Linked DNA regions of Mus musculus: regions 2, 3, 4, 5, 6 and 7 are each linked to region 1. Evidence: chromatin contacts called from public promoter capture Hi-C data. All regions are on one chromosome and are shown on one strand. Each heading gives the region's core, a stretch centred on a gene start, on an enhancer-like site or on the middle of the called end of the contact. The rest is flanking DNA. Distances are from core to core; before and after follow the strand shown.

What was found. Promoter capture Hi-C pulls out the DNA fragments that hold promoters and counts their contacts.
Region 2: a promoter capture Hi-C map of liver shows a contact between it and region 1, with 5 times the contacts expected there. The contact joins the promoter of H1f3 here to the promoter of Zscan12 in region 1. A contact is called at or near these places in 9 of 39 promoter capture datasets (the 3T3-L1 cell line, the HPC-7 cell line, cranial neural crest and 5 more).
Region 3: a promoter capture Hi-C map of the HPC-7 cell line shows a contact between it and region 1. The contact joins the promoter of Btn2a2 here to the promoter of Zscan12 in region 1. A contact is called at or near these places in 4 of 39 promoter capture datasets (the 3T3-L1 cell line, the HPC-7 cell line, cranial neural crest and 1 more).
Region 4: a contact with region 1 is called in a promoter capture Hi-C map of 3T3-L1-derived adipocytes, with 5 times the contacts expected there. The contact joins the promoter of H4c4 here to the promoter of Zscan12 in region 1. A contact is called at or near these places in 10 of 39 promoter capture datasets (the 3T3-L1 cell line, 3T3-L1-derived adipocytes, the SN4741 cell line and 5 more) and 1 of 115 datasets of contacts at active chromatin or transcription factors (astrocytes).
Region 5: a promoter capture Hi-C map of hippocampal neurons shows a contact between it and region 1, with 6 times the contacts expected there. The contact joins the promoter of C230035I16Rik here to the promoter of Zscan12 in region 1. A contact is called at or near these places in 4 of 39 promoter capture datasets (the 3T3-L1 cell line, hippocampal neurons, liver and 1 more), 4 of 115 datasets of contacts at active chromatin or transcription factors (embryonic forebrain, forebrain, kidney and 1 more) and 2 of 9 other capture datasets (liver and pancreatic islet).
Region 6: a promoter capture Hi-C map of liver shows a contact between it and region 1, with 5 times the contacts expected there. The contact joins the promoter of H1f6 here to the promoter of Zscan12 in region 1. A contact is called at or near these places in 4 of 39 promoter capture datasets (cranial neural crest, hippocampal neurons and liver) and 1 of 115 datasets of contacts at active chromatin or transcription factors (memory CD8 T cells).
Region 7: a contact with region 1 is called in a promoter capture Hi-C map of hippocampal neurons, with 4 times the contacts expected there. The contact joins the promoter of H1f1 here to the promoter of Zscan12 in region 1. A contact is called at or near these places in 5 of 39 promoter capture datasets (the 3T3-L1 cell line, cranial neural crest, erythroid cells and 2 more) and 1 of 115 datasets of contacts at active chromatin or transcription factors (astrocytes).

What each region holds. Positions count from the first base shown.
Region 1 is chr13:21,361,204-21,364,247 of GRCm38.p6, reverse strand. It overlaps Zscan12 (zinc finger and SCAN domain containing 12), which reads right to left and starts at 1,428. Exons shown (of 4, transcript NM_016684.2): 1 at 1,376-1,428; 2 at 197-668. The coding sequence starts at 598.
Region 2 is chr13:23,553,782-23,556,772 of GRCm38.p6, reverse strand. H1f3 (H1.3 linker histone, cluster member) reads right to left here and starts at 1,741. Exons shown (of 1, transcript NM_145713.4): 1 at 966-1,741. The coding sequence starts at 1,683. The coding sequence ends at 1,018.
Region 3 is chr13:23,487,604-23,490,401 of GRCm38.p6, reverse strand. Btn2a2 (butyrophilin, subfamily 2, member A2) reads left to right here and starts at 1,545. Exons shown (of 8, transcript NM_175938.3): 1 at 1,545-1,766; 2 at 2,440-2,569. The coding sequence starts at 2,485.
Region 4 is chr13:23,580,296-23,583,509 of GRCm38.p6, reverse strand. H4c4 (H4 clustered histone 4) reads right to left here and starts at 1,942. Exons shown (of 1, transcript NM_175654.3): 1 at 1,541-1,942. The coding sequence starts at 1,908. The coding sequence ends at 1,597.
Region 5 is chr13:23,429,379-23,432,526 of GRCm38.p6, reverse strand. C230035I16Rik (RIKEN cDNA C230035I16 gene) reads left to right here and starts at 1,510. Exons shown (of 4, transcript NR_015492.1): 1 at 1,510-1,817; 2 at 2,175-2,298. n-TAagc13 (a tRNA gene) reads right to left here and starts at 1,115; the gene lies at 1,043-1,115.
Region 6 is chr13:23,694,285-23,697,188 of GRCm38.p6, reverse strand. H1f6 (H1.6 linker histone, cluster member) reads right to left here and starts at 1,378. Exons shown (of 1, transcript NM_010377.3): 1 at 644-1,378. The coding sequence starts at 1,323. The coding sequence ends at 694.
Region 7 is chr13:23,762,062-23,765,132 of GRCm38.p6, reverse strand. It overlaps H1f1 (H1.1 linker histone, cluster member), which reads right to left and starts at 1,465. Exons shown (of 1, transcript NM_030609.3): 1 at 721-1,465. The coding sequence starts at 1,416. The coding sequence ends at 775. H3c1 (H3 clustered histone 1) reads left to right here and starts at 2,747. Exons shown (of 1, transcript NM_013550.5): 1 at 2,747-3,071. The coding sequence starts at 2,780.

The sequences.
Region 1 (3,044 bases), core at 179-2,678:
ATATGAGACAGGAAGATTACAAGCCCAAGGCTAGGATGTACAACGTACAAGTTCAACTCCAAATTCCCATGACACTTAAAGTCCCCTTTGGATCCAACTAAATGTCAATATGCTTTGTAAAATAGTGGTATACTTCACTTTGGCCTACAAATTCAGTCGCGCTTAGGAAAGAGGACCCCTCCCCCCTTTTTCTTACCCGGTATCCTAGTTCATCAAGCTCTCTCTCTAAATCCTCCAGCACAGTCACCACCTCCTCCACACTCTCCGGATTCTGCTCCTGCACCCAGGCCTGCAGCTCCCCTGGCAGGATGGTCAGGAACTGCTCCAGCACCAGCAGCTCCAGGATCTGCTCCTTGCTGTTCAAGTCCGGCCGCAGCCACTGTCTGCAGAGCTCGCGCAGCCGGCTCAGAGCCTCCCGGGGTCCAGAAGTTTCCTGGTAGCAAAACTGTCTGAAGTATTTTCGGAAGACGTCTCTGTTATAAGTGTTCTTTTGTAGGTTCCTATCTTGTCTGGTGGTATACTTACATTCTTCCTCCATTTTTATTTCCAAAAGTCCACCCTGGTTCTTACAGACCTTGGTATCACTAGTAGATGTCATCGTAGCTAGATAAAAGATGTATCAATCTTTCAAGTAATAACTCCTTGGTAAATCTTCTTACCCAGTGGACCTAAGGGATAAGTCATCGTTACTAACACGAACTACAATAAGCAAATACCGCCTATTCTAAGAGTTAAGTGGGAGAGTTGAAAAGCTGCCCTCCGGTTAATCTACTGTATTGACTGGATTGTACGTGGACTTTCACAAAAATAGACAAAAGTGAAAAAGATGTCAAATTGTTTCAGGACTTCAGGGAGTAAAGCTTGGGAAGAAACTTACCTCCACTTACTCCTAAAGTGAACAACAACTAACTGAAATAAACAAAAAATTTTGGAATTAGCAGATAGCGTTGGGGAAGGGCAACCGCTGCCTGGCGGGTGGGAAGTTCAACTAACAGTACCACCAAAAATAACGGAAAGAGTACAAGAGTAGGGTACGCCTGCCTTGCTGCTTTTGATTTTTTTTTCTGCGTACCTGGCACAAATCACATATACATAGTACAGTCTCCCAACTGGCTTTAGTTGGAACTTAACCACTCATAAAGGTTAGAAGTTGGGGAGGGTGCTCTGCTTTTCTCCTGCCCCTCCAGTTCTGTGACTCTAACTTAAAGTTCTGCAGCGTGCCTAGGTCCGGGCCAGCTCCGCGCCCCAGGGGGACCCATAGGCAGCCGCAGCGCAGCCCGGGTGGCCTTTCCCCCGGTTCCAAGCATCTTTCTAAGGCCGAGAGTCTAGGTAGCAGGGAGCACCCTCCCCCCGCCTGGAGCACGAGCTCGCTCACCGCGTCGCTCCTGCGCAGGGAAGGGAATCCAGCCCTCCCAGGAACCGGAAGTCATCGCGGACTCCCACAAAGGCCGGAAGCGGTGGAGCCCTGTTGCTCCCAGAGCCACTCTAGGGAGCCACGGAGTTCCACTCAGTGGTTTGTCCTTACTCTGGCAAAAGAAGTTGGGATTTTCTGTCTAATCATAGTGAGCATGCCGGTCCTTATCCGGTTTCGCGTTTGTGTTTCAGTATCACTGAGATTAGTGATGTCTCAAAGAGACATTCTTCTGGTCAATGGGAAAAAATGTATTAAAAGGATAATTTAGTAAGTTAACAGGATATTATGAACACTAAAATCAGCCTTCATAAGTACGAGTGTGAATGAAAAGACCACAGCTACAAAAGCAACAGCAAAAATACTCAGAGCTCAAGAGATGTGCCACATTTACTTGGGGCTAACTTTAAAACACTTTAAAAGCCAAATATGAACATAAATAGGAGGCAATAAGCTTTCTTGGGTAGAAAAACTCAACAAAGCAGTCAGTACTAATTAAATATGTTTGCAACTATGGTATCCCAATAAACACAACCATTTTTCTAGAATTAAAAAAAAATGTTTGTTTGTTTGTTTGTTTTAATTTAAAAGGAGAGTCCAAAGAAAAATCCCTGAAAAAGAATAGTGGTTAATGCTCTTATCATGCACCAGAACATTCTGTGTTCTGGAAGTGAAAACAAAACAACAACAACAAAAATCTCACCCTGTTCTTAGCTAATGTACATGTCGAGGGTAACCAGAAAACCAAGCACAAGCTCTCAAAGATAGTAGTAATTTATTATCGAGCAAAATACATGTAGAGTGTGGCTTAGGACATTGATTTACATAACCAGAACAAAAGAAAGTAGTAAATCAAGACAACTTTAAAAAAACAATTAGTGGAAATGTAAGTTAGGTGGTGTCTTAGTCTGGGTTTCTATTCCTGCACAAACACCATGACCAAGAAGCCAGCTGGGGAGGAAAGGGTTTATTCAGCTTACTTTTCCACACTGCTGTTCATCACTAAAGGAAGTCAGGACTAGAACTCAAGCAGGTCAGGAAGCAGGAGCTGATGCAGAGGCCACGGAAGGATGTTTCTTACTGGCTTGCTTCCCCTGGCTTGCTCAGCCTGCTCTCTTATAGAACCCAAAACTACCAGCCCAGGGATGGCATCACCCACAAGGGGTCCTTCCCCCTTGATCACTAATTGAGAAAATGCCTTACAGCTGGATCTCATGGAGGCATTTTCTCAACAGAAACTCCTTTCTCTGTGATAACTCCAGCTTGTGTCAAGTTGGCACACAAAGCCAGCCAGTACAGGTGGGTTATAGCTATCTGGAAAATTCTTAGCCTTTTGATTGGTGAAACCAAGTGATCTGTTAGTACATTTCAAAGGGATTTACCTAAAAAGCAGAAGGACATTAAGGCAGACACATGGGTGGGCAATGAATGGTTGTAAAGAGCTATATGTAACAAAAGACAATTTGTCTCTGGACCTACAACTTTAAAACTCTCCACAACTGCCGGGCGGTGGTGGCACATGCCTTTAATCCCAGCACTTGGGAGGCAGAGGCAGGCAGATTTCTGAGTTCGAGGCCAGCCTGGTCTATAGAGTGAGTTCCAGGATAGCCAGGACTATACAGAGAAACCCTGT
Region 2 (2,991 bases), core at 492-2,991, 2.2 Mb before region 1:
ACACACACACACACACACACACAAACTTTAATACTTTCAATAATTAAATGGAAATGGCATCCCCAAATTTGGATCAGCTTCCTGAAGGACAGTTAAGGTTGGTTTGTGTTTTTATGTGCTTGTTTTGTTTGCCCAAATTTGTGAAGTCAAACTGCAAACCAAACCTTCCAAAATGGTTTTTCTTTCACGTCCTCAGCCTACTATTGGTCTACTGACCAAATAAGGGAGAACAGATAACCTCAAAACAATGTATGAGGAAGGAATGTGCAGAACTGTCAGTGGTGTTCAATTTCCTTACTAAAACCTAACCACCAGGGTATTAAAAAAGCTTCCACACTTATAGTGGCAATGTGATCAGTGCCTAAAAACTGCGAAGGTGGCTAAGTTTGGAGGAAATAGGAGCGCTTTCAATTTCTCGGAAAACACAATTAAAAATTCTTAGGACGGAATTCCAGAGCTCTGAAGTGAACAAAGGGGCGGGGACAGAGAAAAAACGCCAGCGTCCCAGTACGTAAATGTAAATCTTAATATCACAATCTCTGATTGGTGCAACACCCATGACTGAAAGTACGGCTTGATTGGTTAATTCTCAAAACCACCTTGTGTAGCCGGATTGGAAAACTTAAAACAGAGGCTCCAGCCTGTAGCCACTATTGTGAGAGTAGCTTCCTAGAGAACCCCCCTAATGCCTTATCACGCCTAGGCGACATTAGAAAGGACTTCCCGCCAAACTCTTGGAATATGAACACGTGTGTGGAGCACACACAGAAGCAAAAAACTGCCGGCCAGAAGTCCAGCTAGAGCTGAAAATGATACAATCTATCGCTCAACTAGAGTTTATAGATGCTCCTAAATGTACCCATAACAAAGTGCACAGAATTGATCTGCTTCGGAACACATAGCCAGAGTCAGCGGACATACCATGAGAAAACCAGAAAAAGGCTCAGCTCTTTTGAATGAGGTTGTGGGTGGCTCTGAAAAGAGCCGTTTGAGATTTTCAAAGCAGGACGCACCACTCTACTTCTTGCGAGGGGCAGCCTTCTTTGCCTTGGTGGCCTTCGGCTTAGAAGCTTTAGGCTTGGAAGCCTTAGCCTTGGGAGCCTTGGCCTTGGCTGGACTCTTTGCTGCCTTCTTGGGCTTAGCAGCCTTCACCTTCTTGGGACTCTTGGAAACTTTCTTGGCGCCGGCAGCCGCCGCAGGCTTCTTCGCCTTCTTCGGAGTCTTCTTGGCCGTCTTTTTGGGTGTGGCAGCACCAGTCGCCTTCTTAGGCTTCTTGGCTGCTCCCGCAGGCTTCTTGGCCTTGGCCGCGCCTGCCTTCTTAGCCTTGGGCTTAGCCTCACCGGAAGCCGCCTTCTTGTTGAGTTTGAAGGAGCCGGAGGCGCCGGTGCCCTTGGTCTGCACCAGGGTACCCTTGCTCACCAGGCTCTTCAGCCCGAGCTTGATGCGGCTGTTGTTCTTCTCCACATCGTACCCCGCGGCCGCCAGCGCCTTCTTGAGCGCAGCCAGGGACACGCCGCTGCGCTCCTTGGAGGCGGCCACAGCCTTGGTGATGAGCTCGGACACCGGGGGTCCGGACGCCTTGCGCTTCCCAGCAGCGGCGCCGGTCTTCTTCGCCTTCTTCTTCACAGGTGTCTTCTCCACAGGTGCAGGGGCAGCAGGCGCCGCGGGAGCGGTCTCGGACATGTTCTAAGCTTTACTAGTAAAGCAAAAAGTAAGCACAAACAGTCAGAGAAGGTTGTTCCCAGTGCTGCAGGCTCTGGGTTTATATAGAGAGAAGCTGCGTGGTGATTGGTTCCCTGCGCCGTGCGCCGTGCGCCGCGTTGCCAGAGAAAGGATCTTCAGCTTTGCCTTGTGGCTGTGTTTGTTGCCCCTCAAAAAAGTATAAAAATATAAAAAATATGGGCACGAAATAATTAGGGACTTGGGGGAAACTGATCCGAGAGCCTGTAGGCTACATTCTTGCCTTAATTTGTGCACCTATGTTCAAAATCGGCACCCTGAAACTTCTCTGATTGCCCCAACTCTCTTTCAAACTTGACGAAAATTGGGACAACTTTAAGGTTTTCCTTAAAAATACTACTTCTCTCGCGGTCATTAGCAAACTTTTGTTTCAGGACATGGTTCCTCACATTCTTATCATTTCAGGACTCTATGAAATAACTTGTTTTCACGGAAATACATAGGGAAATTTGAGTTTTTCGAGAAAGCAACAACACAAGCTTCCAGGGCTATCTGCACCAAGCTGTAGGAATTGGCACTAGATGGGAAAGCAGTGCATACCGGGGGAATGATTATTGTAGAAAATATCGATTGGATTTTTTAATGATATTTGAGATACCAGTGTGTAATTCCCCTTCGGTTTTCCTGTTTTAGTGATTTAGCCATTTTCTGGAGACGTGATGAGTCTGTGCCATCCCTATTGTAGATCAAAAGCTGAAAGCACATATTTTTCAGATTTGATAGAGAAATGTACACCAACTATCACATGTACAGAAAAAAGATACCTAGGTCAAGAAGGAACAGAAGTTTAGCAACTGGGAGCTGAAGAACAGTGAGATATAACCTGACTTAGCAACTCACTCCGTGTTTAGAGTACAAAGTTTACAGCTGTGTTATATGCCGTGTTTCAGGACCTGTGTTATGCAGCTGTTTCCCCTTGCCAACACTTATCACAACAGTTTTCTGCATATTTCCAGTTTTAAAATGATTTGAATTTCATTATTAAAAACAAGCAGAATGTGAAAGAAAATCTGTTTTTTAATTTCCATGATAGCTGCTGACCTCATTACATATATTACATATATAATATAGTCTGTCACAAACAAAAGAATTAGCAGGTGGTATCCACCAAAGGACTTAAACATTTCATAGTCAGTTATCATTATGATAACTGCAGCAAGAATAAAGTTTCTGGAAAAGGGATCAACCATGGGACTACAAACTTGAAACCATAAGAAGCTTCACTCATTCCCACTCATGACTGTGGAGGCT
Region 3 (2,798 bases), core at 296-2,795, 2.1 Mb before region 1:
ATTCTTGGATTAGCTCTTTTGGGACAGGGTCTTACTAGCCATGGCTGATGTCAAACTCACAGGCCTGTCTCTACCTCTGCATGCTGGAATTAAAGGCATGGAATTAAAGTCACGCCTAGCTTGATTAACTCTTAAGGGAGTAGACAGTGCTAAGACTTTGTTCTTTAGTTTTAAAAAGTCTCCCATGGGCTGGAGCTATACTCAGTGGTTAAAACTACTTAGTGCTTTTCCAGAGGCCCGGGGGTTTTACTCCCAGCACCCACAGCATTGAGTGCAACTGAGTTGCAGGGGATTTCATGTCCTTTTCTGCCCCCCCCCCCCCCCCGCCAAGACAACCTCACACATGTGGCACATACTCACACATATAAAATACATAAAATAAGATCATTTAAAAAGAAAGCCTCTGCTCAAACATACATGATCCTTCTAGAAGTTCAAAATGTCAGGTTCAACAAGGGCCAGAGACACCATTCAAATGCCCTTTTTAAAAAACAGTCATCAAAGTCCTGTTTTAATTCCTGTTTTTAAGAGCTGTTGTTTATGAGACAGGGAGATTCAGTGACCTCTAAGCTTGCTGTGACCACACTAGATACCTTACAACCATTTAGGAAATAGGCATCAACTTGATCTGGCTGCTTCTAACTGAAAAGAGTTTTGCCTCTTGATGACTCTTAGGTCTCTGAAGACAATCAAAAGAATCCTCATAGATCGTGACAGACTGCTGAAAAACCAGCCAAGGGTAGTCTACTCCAAGGGAGAAGAAACAGAATTGAGACAGCAGACCAATACATGGTCTGAAGGGAGTGAGGTCGTTACTGAGATCATAGCAAGTGTAACCCATTTCTACTGCTCAGTCTGAGTCTTGCTCTCCACCAACACCTTTTCCTTTTTCGGATTTTGAGATAGAGTTTCTCTGTGTAGCCCTGGCAGTCCTGGAACTCACTCTGTAGACCAGGCTGGCCTTGAACTGGCCTCTGGAAAAGCACTAAGTAGTTTTAACCACTGAGTATAGCTCCAGCCCATGGGAGACTTTTTAAAACTAAAGAACAAAGTCTTAGCACTGTCTACTCCCTTAAGAGTTAATCAAGCTAGGCGTGACTTTAATTCCATGCCTTTAATTCCAGCATGCAGAGGTAGAGACAGGCCTGTGAGTTTGACATCAGCCATGGCTAGTAAGACCCTGTCCCAAAAGAGTTAATCCAAGAGTTTGAGTGCTGGGATTAAAGGTGTGAGTCAGCACACCCGGATTGCATCTGGCTCCCTTACTCCCTTCTTCACACACACTTCAACACACAGGGATGAGGCCTCTGGACACCAAGCCCAACTCTAGGACCTCTCAAGTGGGAAGAAGAAGGGAAGAAAGGAGCGCATGAAAGGGAAGCAATAAGAGGGAAGGGAAGAAAGGGGCACAAGGGAAAGGAAGACAGGAGGGAGAAAGGATTGTTTCTGTGTATGCTACCTAGTAACAAGTGACTGCTAGACATAGGAATACTATTGGCTGATGACTTAAGGCAGGCCAATCCCGGGCTCTGAACTGCTTAGTGGAAATTGTGAGACTTGCACGCGGAATGGGTCCTCCGAGGTCTGCTGTCGCGAGTCCCAGCACTTTGCAAGTAATGGAGAACAGAAAATTCTTTCCTCTCTACTGTAGCAGTTTGTTCTCTGGTGGCGACTGTGCTCAGCGACAAGTTGGAGAGTAGAGAAAAGGCAAGATAATCAGCATTTGAGGGTCAGAGAAGAAAAGAAAACGCAGTTAATTCTAGAAGGTAGGGGAGGGGATGGGGAGCGCTCTGAGTCCTAGCAGGGGCTGTAGGAATAGGGGGTGGGGGTAGGGTGTCACAACACAGGCTGCTGGGAGGGAAAAGCCAGATCTTTGACTCTGGAAAGAATACCTGGGGGGGGGGGGGTAGTCTCACCTACCTAGTTTTACCTGAGGTTCACCAGGAGGAGGGAGTACAGGGAAGGCGAGGGGGGAGGGGAGGAGGAAGGAAAGAAGGCTTGGGACGAGGGAAGGAGGAAAGAGGAGGAAGAACTGGGTAGAGAAGTAGGAGAAAGACCCGGAGGTTGAGGAAGAGGGAAGGGGCTGGAGAGAGAGAACAAGGGAAGGAGGAGGAAGAGGAGGGAGTGGGGGAGGAGGAGGAGGAGGAAAGCCCAAGAAGAAAGAAAGAGGAGGAGGGAGGGGGAGGAATATCAAATGACAGCTGAAGAAACTGGACTCTGGAAAGACAACTGAGCCTAAGACAACAGAAAACTGCCTGCCTGGTGCTTATGTTGTTTGTTTAATAGAATGTTTGGTGAATCCAACTATTAAGGTATAACCAGTTCCATAGGGCAAGAGTCCATCTAAGGCAGAAGTCTGAGTGCTCATGAGACCAGCATAGGGACAAAAAGGTGTCATGTACATGAGAACCGTGGGTGATTTATCCTCTGTACTTCTAGGTTTTCTGTCCACACGTGACCTAGGTGACTCTGTCCTGAAGACCTATGGAGCCTACAACTTCCCTGCGTTCTTGCCCGATAGCCTCCCTTCTCTTCTTCTTGGTCCTCAGCCTGTTTGTGCTGGTCTCAGGTACAGTTGTAGGCTTCTTGCTCCTCTCAGTTTTTCAGAAAGCAATGGCCACAGTTCTCCTGATAGACAGAGACAGGAATAGGGACTGCAGCTGTGTTGGCTCATCTTTCTGAATGAGGACACTGGATTTATCCCAATTTTGTCCTACAGAAATATAGCTAGAGCATCAAAGGAGATCTGTAAATGTCCAAGTGGCAACATTCAAAGGAGTTAAAAATAGATGACGTAG
Region 4 (3,214 bases), core at 693-3,192, 2.2 Mb before region 1:
GTTCCAGGACAGCCTGCCAGGACAGCCAGGGCTACAAAGAGAAACCCTGTCTGAAAAACAAAACAAAACAAAAAGCCCACCCTCATACAGTTCCTCTCTGGTTATTGTTTTGTTTTTCAATCTTTTCCCACTGGTTGAAATTCCCCATGACACCTCCAGTTTCTGTTGTGTGCAAATTTTCTCTACCTAAGCTTCCTATTGAGGCTTGGCCAGCCTACAGAGAAGATTCTACTTTAAAATAGATAGAAAAACAAAAGAAAAGTGGATGTGAGTATTGACTGTTGAGCTTGTTGAAGGACATATCGATTGGTAAGTTACTTCTCCTCCAGCTAAATAAGCTGATTCAAGCCAGATTGGATTATATTAAAGGCAGGTTTATTGGGAAGCTGCTCTCAGAAGAATTCACTGGCCCCAAGGCCAGGGAAGTCACCATGGGCAGAGGTTGGAGGAAAGAAAGAGAGAAGGGGTATACACCAGGAGAGAAGAGAAGGGGAAATGTGGGAGGAAAGAAAAAGCAGAAAGACCAAAATGTCTGAATTACATAAGGAAGAGCCTCTGGGGGAAGGGCAGCCCATCCCCTGGGCTAGAAATTTCAGGGTTGGGGGCAGGGTGTGCCAGATAGGGACTGTGGGAAGCTGGGAGAACCTGGAGACCAGGTCCGCTTTGATATGTAAAATATGTTAACTTGTCCCAGGGTCTGAAGCTAAATACTGAAGATATTTACCCAAGTTTTTATTGACTACAAGGTCTGGGTCTTTTTTTTTTTTTTTTTTAATTCTTGGAGGGAAGGGCTGGAGGGACAGCTAAAGCATGTGCTCCGTGTGCCTGGTGGCCTGAGTTTAGTCCCTAAAGTGTATATAAAGGTAAGAAATATATAAACACAAATAAAAAAAATTTTTTAAGTTCTTAGCAGACACTGATGTTTCTTCTCTGGTGACTCTTTGGGAACAACTGATAATGCTGACGAAAGTTAATGAAGTCCTGGACCATATGAAGTTTTCCTTGAGGAATAGATAGAAGATTTACACGTCAATCTCTGGTGCTTATTTTACAGATTAGGAAGTTAGAGAAAGCTGGGTGTGGTGGACCACGATTTTAATCCCAGTACGTGGGAGGCAGAGGTAGGAAGATATCTGTGAGCCTGGTGTATAGAGTAAGTTCCAGGCCAGGGCTATTACACAGAATACATGGAAAGAATGAAAGGAGGGAGGGGAAGAAATTGTAGAAAGCTCCAGGTTAGAAAACTTGAACATAATTCAGTGTTCCTAGGTTTCCAAGGCCTGGATTGATTAGAGGGTTTGGTTTTGAGACAGGATAGCATCTATACCTTAAGGGACTTGGAAAAAAGGATCTTGACTGACCCTCAGCCCTCTCCTGAGAATGTCAGCATTAAAGAATGAGACAACAGGCCTGCTTTTAGGCTATCAATACTGAAGATAGACAGGTGGACCTGCCTAAACAGATACTATGTATCGAGCCAGTCCCAGCACCCACCCCATTCCAGAAAACCACCTAAGAGCAGCTCCTTTAAGTGAGAAGGTAGTGGCCCTGAAAAGGGCCTTTGGTTTTTGGGTGAAGAAAAATAAATGAGTACGTTTAGCCGCCGAATCCGTAGAGGGTGCGACCCTGGCGCTTGAGCGCGTAGACAACGTCCATGGCGGTGACGGTCTTGCGCTTGGCGTGCTCCGTGTAGGTGACGGCGTCGCGGATCACGTTCTCCAGGAACACCTTCAGCACACCACGGGTCTCCTCGTAGATGAGGCCGGAGATGCGCTTCACTCCTCCGCGCCGGGCCAGGCGGCGGATGGCGGGCTTGGTGATGCCCTGGATGTTGTCGCGCAGAACTTTGCGGTGGCGCTTAGCACCACCCTTACCAAGACCCTTGCCGCCTTTCCCGCGTCCAGACATGTTAGCAAACTAGGAAGGAAGCTCACTAGCCAGTGACTGTAACAAGCGGCCTTCCTGGCTTTTATAATACCAATGCGGACCTGTTTGAAAACCTGAAGGGAAGGGGGCGTGAACCATGGTCAATTCCCGCCCTTCTGGCGTTTATCCTATGAAAAGGCTGAGGAGACAAGGCGGGTCCTAAGACAAGAGCAGAGCCAGCAGTTGAAAATTCAACACATTGCCCTCAAGAGTGACAATTTATGTATTGTGAAAAAAGAAATTTGTCTTTTATCAGACCAAATAGAAAGTAATGTTATTAGTCTCGTGAACCTATAAATCGGGACACCCCCCGTATTATTTCAGATATTTACATTACAATTCATAACAGTATCAAAATTACAGTTAAGCAGCAGTGAAATAACTTTATGGGTGAGGGTAACCACAACATGAGGTGCTGTAGTAAAGGGTCCCAGCATCAGGAAGGTTTAGGACCACTGAATCCAAGGTTTTAAGTACAATTTTAAGAACACTTACTATTTCCTGTTCTGAGACTTTTTATTGACTTAGGTACGTATGCCTAAGAATCTGAACTTTTTTTTTTTAGCATTCAGGCTGACCAGGGGGAAGTAAAACCTCAAAATGTTACAGGACTGTAGCGCTGAAAGATTAGAAGATGTAAAGGATATGCATCCCAAAGGTGTGGGCCTTCTGCTTGAATTACACATAGACATCAGGAGCTCTGGGAACAGGGATGGGGGAAAGGGGCTGCTCTTTATGTTTACTATGCTTTCACTGAATCTCAGGATTTCTTGCATGTATGTTTTTTAGTTAATAAACATTGCACAGAAAATCTATTATCCTTAGCACATCATAGTTATATGTACCTCAAAATATCATGCATGCACCCCCACCTCACACTGACAGTTCTTAGTCAAAGGATTTGGTGGTTTCATGTACTAATGAAGAGTCACACACTAATATCTAACCAAATACTTCCATAAAATGCTAATACAGTAAATACTCATGCTGTATTGTTTTCCACATCTGCATTACTCTTCTAGAAAGGAAAAGAACAGTTTCTTCTGCTCTGTGAATGAGTGGATGACCCAAAGCAATGTTTTAGAATCACTCTTCAAGAAGAGCGCCACAGAATTCAAAGACTCTGAGTTTCTGGAGATTCATAGAGAAACATTAAAACTGCATGTGAATATTTACTGGGTGAAGTGCTTGATGCATATAAAAACCCTGGGTTTGATCTTGGGGACTACAATGGGCTGGTGGCAATGCACTGTTGTAATTCCAGCACTGCATAGGATGGTTGAAGCAG
Region 5 (3,148 bases), core at 261-2,760, 2.1 Mb before region 1:
TTTCAAGAGTCTGGGGGGAAATTGGTGTAAATCAGAATGACCTGGAGACATTTTACAACCTAGGGGATGCGAATTTAAAAAGTTATACAGGCGATTTTAATGTGCTGCAAGGGCTTTAAAACGCTGCTAGAGCGTTTCTCTTAAAAAACAAACAAAACAAAACAAAACAAAACAAAACAAATGGCATTGCTGGAAACGGAATGGCAGTTTTAGGGGAGAAATGCAAGAGGAGATTTAGTTCAAAGAAAATACAGAGAAACCCTGTCTCGAAAAATAAAAAAAGAAAAGAAAAAAAAAGAAAGAAAATCTCACCTATCAGTAGCGCATATTTGCTAATTTTGTGCTAATCCTTTTAAACTGCGTTACTCCTGCTCTCAAAATCAGTTACCTGTAGAATCGTGTCAATGAGAGATTAATATTAAGTAAGACAAAGTAATTGACAAAGATTTCAGTTCAACATATCGAAAGTTGTACAAGGGTTTTTGTGCTTGCAATTTCTTGTACCTTCCATCCCATGTGTCAGAACTTTTCTCTAAGCAAATAATTTTCAGAAAGATAGAAAATAGTTCAATTTTTTTCTTTAAAGATAACGTTTGGGCCTCGGATATAAAATATATTAGATAGTCCTGGACTAGGCGTTTCTGCAAGGCACAGTAAGTTCCAACCCACAAGAGCTGGTCCTACATTTCTTTCCATATCTTGGGCTGTATTCCGGGATATTCCAGTGCCGGTAACTGAACTGAAACAAAAAAAGCAAACGACCTAGATCCAAACACCGCTATATACGCTTCCCTGTCTCAACAAAGGGAACGCGTTTGCGCGTTAACAAAGGGAAAGCTGTGAGAACTTGATAGGAAAACAGGAAATACCAACTCCAGAGCTCCAAGCCATTTCCTGGAGAACAGTGTGTGGTAGGAACTAGGCCCTTCCGGGTTGCTGAGAGAACTTCTGAAATTTAACTATAGAGGTTAGAAGTAACGGATTTGGTTGTTCTTGTTCTAGCAGGGTATGATGGGAAAAGAAACAGGCATAAATGCAAAACTGGAGAATGCGGGCATCGATCCCGCTACCTCTCGCATGCTAAGCGAGCGCTCTACCATTTGAGCTAATTCCCCTTCTGATGGTAAGTGGCTGCTACCTTACTCCCTTTTGATAACTGGATGTAATTCAATGCTCGCTGTTATTTTCAGCTCATCAAACAGAAATTGTGGGAGTGGGAGTGGGGTGGGGGTGGGGGTGGGGTGGAGGGGGTGTTAGTGTGTTTGTTGATATGATTTTTTTTATGTCTAATAAAATCCGAACAAGATGATAAAAACTGAAGTGGAGAAAGTAAAATGGAGTATTTAAGAAAGAGTTTCCTGAGTTAGGGTTGGTGTTTTATAATCCCAGAACTGCAGGGAAGGGGAAGAAAGAAGTCCTAAGGCAGGAGAATTGCCCCCTCTTTGAGGCCATCTTGTTTTACATAGCAAAAAGTGAGATTGTGGCTTGGTTGTCACGGAACAGTCCCGGGGTTACTTGCGCCCTCTATAAATGAAAGACGGTACCGCCAGTTCTGGGAATCGCACAGGGGTGCGTACAAATGGACCAGGACGCGGAGAGCACGGAAACAACGGTGCTGGGACCTTGTGCACAGAATCCAGATGCCAGATGGGAATTAAACATTCGGCCGAGAAAAGCAATCTAGTTCCCTGGGCTCGACTTTGACTCACTCCTTGGTCTGCACCAATCCTCACATCCCTCAGGTCCTCTAACTTTTACGACAGTATCCAGAAATCGATTCTTTGGTCTCTACGGCTCCAGAAGGCTCGCTCATCAAGGTCAGTCCTTTGTCTGGCTGTTTTCTTCCTTTTTTCTTTTTCTTTTTCTTTTTCTTTTTTTCTTTTTCTTTTCCTTTTTTTCCTTTCTCTTTCTTTCTCTTTCCTTTCTTCTCTTCCTTCCTTTCTTTTTTTCTTCTTTTTTTAAAATCACTGCCGGAGGCCACATGGCCAAAAGTGAAAGGGTCTGTCCTGGTTAATTTCTCTTCCCTGCAGGCACTGTTTCGAGGAGTTTCAAAATTAATTTTTCCAAAGAAAATATCGAGAAACTGGTAATTTTGTTGAGGTAGAGCCATGGCCCGAAATTCACTGTGTAGTTGAAGATGACCCCGGAGTCATGATCCTTCTGCTTTCTTTCAGAAACGTTCCATTACCTTCGATTAGAAGTGGATACATATATGATTTTGGCCTAAAAAAAAATTTGCAAAAAGGGAGAATGCAAACTTGTCCTTTTCCTTTTGGATTTACGGAGTGCCAGTATCAGGTGTGGTTCCAGGTTCCCGTTCCAGGTTCCAGATAAGGCTGTGGTGAGGTCTCGAGCAGACAAGCACAAGTCCAATTGCCTCTTCTTTTGAAAGTTCGTCAAAAAGACTTCTGCTTGTGGGCTTAATGTTTATTTCTTTAAAACTCAATAAAATCGGAGCAAGATAATTAGAACTAAAAGAGAGAAAGTGAAACATTTAAGTCAGTGATTCTAGAGCCAGCTGTGGGGTGGTGTATCTCAGCAGCGGGGGTGGGTGGTGGGGGTGAGTTGGAGGCCTGCCTGGATAGCTTCATGAATACCAGCTAGTCAGAGCTAGAAAACAAGTCCTGTAAATATGAAGAAATAAATGAATAAACAAATAGGGAAAGGAAATAAAAGAAAAAGAAACACACATCCCGAAATTTGACCCCATGTCTCTGAACTGTGCAAAAAGCCCATACGAGGTCTTTCCAGGGACTTTAGACCACCCGCAACACTAGCTTTTCTCTTTTGCTTATTTATTACAGTCAGGGTTGACAAAAAGAGAATGGTTTTCTGTGGGAAGAAACTCCCTCCACATAAGAGATTTTAAATTTCACATGCTGAAATTGTATAACGAAACCCACTGTTATTCCTCTTATAGTCAGACTTGAGCTGACACTCACCACTGTCTAGATTCTTCCTTCTTATCAGACAGAATCTGCCCAATCTGACCTCTATTTATCCTTCAAATGACTGAGAAGTGTAGGCATGGAACAGGATCAAAAGACTAGCCCATTTCCAAGGCTCAGATCCATCTGCTGTGTGACTACACTCGCTGTAAGAGGTTTCCAGCAGGAACAAATTTTTGGGTTCCAGTAATACTGGACTG
Region 6 (2,904 bases), core at 129-2,628, 2.3 Mb before region 1:
CTACATGCTATTCTCATAAAATACATAAAACATTTCAAAAATAACTGTTAGATCAATAGTATTGAACTATTTTCTAAAAGTAGAACAAAATTAGATCTTTGTTGACACATCGCACAACTGCAAAAACTTTAGGGTTTTGTTGTTGTTGTTGTTGTTGTTGTTGTTCTGTTTTTTTGCTAACTGCTTGCTTTATTTTTTTATCCATCACTGAGGAAATCCTAAAAATACAACTCAAGAAAAATAAATATAACCTCTAGCTTAAGCACTGAATATCTGGGTTCATAGTGGTCCTTTGAAAGCCTGGATGCCAGTTACTGCTGTTTGAAAGAGTAAGTTCAGTATTTTTTCAGAGTGGAAGCTCCTACTGGCGTTATCTCTATCTCCTTTGATATGAGGGTGTTTCTAGAATGAAATACATCCATTGTGTATTTCAATGGTGACTTTTATTCTAGAATAAAAGACATTGTGTGTTTCAATGGTGACCTTTATTCTGGCGTAAAGCCACAAATACACAACCAAATTTGGAAATATTCTACACATAGGGACCCTAGGATTCTACTCTAGGGTTTCAACGACAGGTCGACCTGAAGTAACTGCCCACCTTAACTTTGGTTCAAAGTGTTTGGCCATTTTAAGAAGTATGTAAGTGGCTCTTAAAAGAGCCTTTGGGTTTTTGAAAACTGGCTTTGAAACTCACTTCCTCCCTGCTGCCTTCCTCAGATCGGTCTTCTGCATGACCATTTTTGCCTTCCCAGAATTGGGGTTTGCTGCCCTGGCTTTGGCGGGGCTTTTACGTTGCTGCACGCCCTTGGCCCCTTTGGTCTTCCTTCCGCTCCCAGAAGCTTTTGTGGGCGTAGCCTTTGGCTTCTTGACAGCCTTGGTCTTGCTACTCTTGGGAGATCTCGAGGCCCGGGGCAAGCCCATCTTCTTAGCCTTGGCAGAAGCAGATTTCTTGCCCTTGCCCTTGTCGTTCCCAGAAGCCGCCTTCTTACTGAGCTTGAAGGAGCCTGAGGCGCCAGTGCCCTTGGTCTGCACCAGGACTCCTTTATTCACAAGTCTCTTGAGGGCCAGCTTGATACGGCTGTTGTTCTTCTCCACGTCGTAACCAGCCGCAGCCAGGGCTTTCTTCAGGGCAGCAAGGGACATTCCTGCCCGTTCCTGCGATGTGGAAAGGGCCTCAGGAATCAGCTTGGAAACTGAGAAACCCCGAGGTTTGCGAGCAGGGGCCAGGCCAGGCTTTTTCCCTCGCCTTTTAGATGAAGGTTTCTCCTCCACAGGAGCTGGAACAAGGGTACTTGAGGCCGCAGGAGCCGTTTCCGACATGGTCAAGAGCTGGACAAGAACTACACCAAGTGAAAACTAAAGGAGAGCCAACAGTGATGGGGTAGTGGGGGCGTGCGGGGGGGGGGGGCGCTTATATAGAGCAGGGCGCGCTGTGATTGGTGCATCCCCAGGTGCCTCCCCCGCCCCCGGAGGAGGGGCATTTGTGTTTCTTTTCCCCCCAAAAGTAGAATCTTGCATATCTGCTCACTGCAGAATTGCTCAGGTTATGACACCAGGTGACCCACGGGGACTTAGATTCCACGCGACTTTTTACCCTTTGTTGACAAATGTACCTGCATGCCAGAACTAGTGGGAAAAGTCCTTGATTTTCAATCAAATTCAAAAGGAAGAAGAAAACTTTCTCTTTTCTTTGCTAACTCAAAAGTAACTTTTAGTAGAAAATGTATCCAACATCTTGGGAGGGGTCTTCTACATATGTGGCTTCTATTTAGTGAAGAAAATCAATTATGCAGGCCCTAATTCTCACTGAAATTATTTATATACGTGATGGAAGTAACACAGATGTCTTGACTGTCTCACTGTGGAATTAGACGGTGTTCCTAGAATTATCCCAAAACTCCAAGGTGAGGCCTGCTTGAAGGGAGCATGACCTAATAAACACTCCACAGAGCATGTGAGAGGCTCGCTATTCCCCCGCCTGAATCTCAAGAGAAGGGCTTCGGATGCGGTTATAAACATCTTACCCATGGCACCTACGTGGTCAAATCAGCCAGTCTCAGGGCTATTGTCGAAGAAGTTTGCTACTCCTTTCCAACTGAACACCATCCATAGCCCACTTCCTATGTCTTATCTCCCTCTAGAGGAGCAGACACGGTGCCGAACCCTTAATTATAACATTAGAAAGCTGGAATCACAGTTTCCAATCTCTTAACATAGCTAGTCTAGTAGATGTCTCTGCAGATGTGTTAGAGAAATGTTCTTTCCGGGGCTTTATCCATGGAACATGTCTGGAAATAAATGTGCTCACCGCTGGGCATGGTGGCAACTTGCTGGTAATTCCCTCCTTAGGGAGGGAGGATTGCTGTGAGTTTTGAGGTCACCTTGGGCTAGGAAATGATAACATGTCAAAAGAAGAAGAGAAAAAAAAAAAAAAAAAGAGGGAACATGATACTCAAGTAGAAGGGAGGCATAAAAGCCAGTCCATTATGGGGAATGCTAAGACAGGGTGTAGTGTGATTATGTCGCCGAACATATGGCTCAATGCAGTAACCACACAGCCGAAGTTCTTTCTGGAGATTCCTACACTTGTGAGGCAGGGATCTCAATTTATGCTACAGAGAAGTTCAAGCAATATGAAGAAAAGTTGTTTATTAAGGAGAAAAATGAGAGTGGGTAGGTGCCTGTGTCTCAGTAAAAGGTTTGTGCTTCTGTCTTAACATTTAATTGGCTAGACCTGGTGCGCCAAACTGTAACCCTAGCTACTTGATCGATGATCCAAGCTCAAACCAAGCCTGGACGGTAGAGTAAGTAAACTTCATAAGATACTGTCTCCAAATAAAAATGGTGCAGAAAACACTGGTCCTGAGTCTTGGTAGTAAAGTGCCTGTCTAGCATGAGTTG
Region 7 (3,071 bases), core at 216-2,715, 2.4 Mb before region 1:
TCACGGTGTGGGGCGTTAACTCTAGCTCTTTGGAGGAAGGAGGATCAATGCAGGGACAAAAGTGGCTACTTAGCAAAAATCAATAAAGGCTTCAAGAGCTGCCTGTGAACATTGCAGTACATGGGAGATAACCACTTCCTCACAAAACCAAGCCTCCAAGCACCTAGCATTCCTGTAAGGAACAGTCTTGGTGGGCTTGAATTAAAAAAACTCTATTGCAGCCGGGCGTGGTGGCGTTCGCCTTTAATTCCAGCACTGCAGAGGCAGGCGGATTTCTTAGTTCAAGGCCAGCCTGGTCTAGAGTGAGTTCAAGGACAGTCAGGGCTACACTGAGAAACCGGTCTCGGGCCCCCCCCCCCCCCCTAAAAAAACAAAACAAAAAAAACTCTATTGCATGTGAACCCTTGCTGCAGCCCACTCTTACTGATCAAGCACCTGAGTTCTCATCCTCATTGGCAAAATAGGACCTTATCTGGTTGAGGCACCCAGGCCATTGCACTACCATACCATAGAGAGCTTATCCACCACACCTGGAGAGGGTAGCGCCTCCCAGGGCTAACAAGGCTGTTTTCCCAGAATCTCAGGGAAATAAAACTAGAAACTAGACTGACCCAAATTGTCAGTTTACTGGGGGAAATTAATAATGCCTAAATCCCACCAGGCTTGTACCCAAATGCAGTTGTTATAGTGTGAAACAAGTGTCAGGCTCTTTGAGTTATGTTGGTGGCTCTGAAAAGAGCCGTTGGGTTATTTATAGAAGAAGCCTCCAACTGTTCACTTTTTCTTGGGCGCTGCCTTCTTGGGCTTAGCTGGGGTCTTTGGCTTTGTCACTTTCGCCTTGGAAGCCTTAGGCTTCACTGCCTTCGCCTTGGCAGGGCTTTTGGCTACCTTCTTGGCCTTCACCACCTTCGGCTTCTTGGGGCTCTTGGAAGTCTTCTTGGAAACTGCAGGCTTCTTGGGCTTCTTCGGAGTCTTGACAGTCTTCTTAGCTGCAGCCCCAGCAGTCTTCTTAGGTTTCTTAGCAGCCCCGGATGCTTTCGCCTTCACTGACACCTTGGTGGTGATGGCCTTGGACTCAGCCTTCTTGTTCAGCTTAAAAGAGCCAGCAGCGCCGGTGCCCTTGGTCTGCACCAGTGTGCCTTTATTCACCAGGCTTTTCAGCCCCAGTTTGATGCGGCTGTTGTTCTTCTCCACATCGTATCCCGCCGCAGCCAGCGACTTCTTGAGCGCGGCCAAGGACACGCCACTGCGCTCTTTGGAAGAAGAAACTGCCTGCACGATGAGCTCCGACACCGAAGGTCCCGCGGGCTTCTTCCGAGGAGCGGCAGCTTTTGCCGGCTTCTTGGTCTTCTTTGCAGCAGCAGGTTTCTCCGTGGCAGTAGAAGCAGCCTGAGCGACTGGCGCCGTCTCCGACATGGTTGCTGATGAATAAACAACAGCTATACCCAAGACGAAGAAAAGAAGTAGAAAGACAAGGCCCCTGCACGGAGTATTTATAGAGCAGTGCTGTGCTGTGATTGGTGAATGCTAACGCCCGCCCCCTGGACCCTAAGGCCCCGCCTCCCGTGCGCCTGTCTGCCTGCAAGATTTCAGAAACTAACTCCTTTGCGATTCCACCGACCTAGCTTCGTGTTTTTGCAGGTAGAGGAGGCGGCCTCAAAACTTCTCCGGCTGGCTGCTTGAGGTGGAATTTCAACCACAGCAGATTCTCCTTGTACTCTCCTGTTTTATCATCAGAAAGTGGTAGATGCCTATCAAAAAGGAGCTCAACTAGTGAAAGGTGGCTGTAAATTAGTCAATTAAAACCCAGAAAGCCAGCTTGTGGGCCTTCTCTGCGGGTTTCAGTATTGATTCTTGGCAGTAATGGGAGCAATGTATCGTTACTTTATATTTTAGTTATGCAAGAGGCTTAGTGTTCTTTTAAGGAGTGTCAGCTTGCGACAGTGATTTCATATTGTGAGCCAGTAGTGGCTCAAATAAAAAGAGAAAAGGCAGGACACGACTTTTCCCAGGATATGCAAGTACACAATAGCTCTGGGAAAGTCTTGCCCATTTTTTTTTTTAAAGAATTTAAAAGTGCAATCCTAACATGGTATGACGATTTCTATAGTTTATAGTTAAAAAATTGTTTTCGAACGTATCAGTGATATCTGGCCAAAAATGCGTGAAAGTATTTTGAAAATTCAAGCTCCAAATGCAAGAACTCAAAGCATCCATACAAGTACAGCCATTTAATGAAGAAATGCTCAGAATAACCCGAGTCAGACGTCTGTACTTTTACTCCCATGTTTCTCTCCATTTCTTTACAGTGTGGGTTGCAACAAAATGGAGACTTTCCACGCAAATGAAGAGTTCTAAATCTGCTGTTTTAGTGGCTATTTACGAAAGGCAGTAAACCAATCAAAAGGTAGAATCTGGCCTACTCTCCTTCAATGTAGAAGTCACATTGTTACATTTCAATAATGAAGATAACAAGATTGTTCTCTATTCTTCAATGCCACTAAGTCCAAGCTGCAATGTGTTTGGAAGCAGATGTGCTGTAGAAGATAACAGTCACTGGAATTTTATTCCATTTACTTTAAAACACACACATACAAAAATAAGTACCGCGGCAGACTACCTTAGCCTCAACTGCAGTTCTTAAACATAAACCAATCAGAGTCTTAAACGTCACAGATAACCAGTATTTTCATCCAATCACTATCCTTTGCATACTATAAATAGTAGTTCTGAACTCACCATCTCCAAGTGCTCACCAGCTTGCTTTCTAGTTTTTGCTATGGCTCGTACTAAGCAGACCGCTCGCAAGTCCACCGGCGGCAAGGCCCCGCGCAAGCAGCTAGCCACCAAAGCCGCCCGCAAGAGCGCCCCGGCCACCGGCGGCGTGAAGAAGCCTCACCGCTACCGTCCCGGCACCGTGGCGCTGCGCGAGATCCGGCGCTACCAGAAGTCGACCGAGCTGCTGATCCGCAAGCTGCCGTTCCAGCGCCTGGTGCGCGAGATCGCGCAGGACTTCAAGACCGACCTGCGCTTCCAGAGCTCGGCCGTCATGGCTCTGCAGGAGGCCTGTG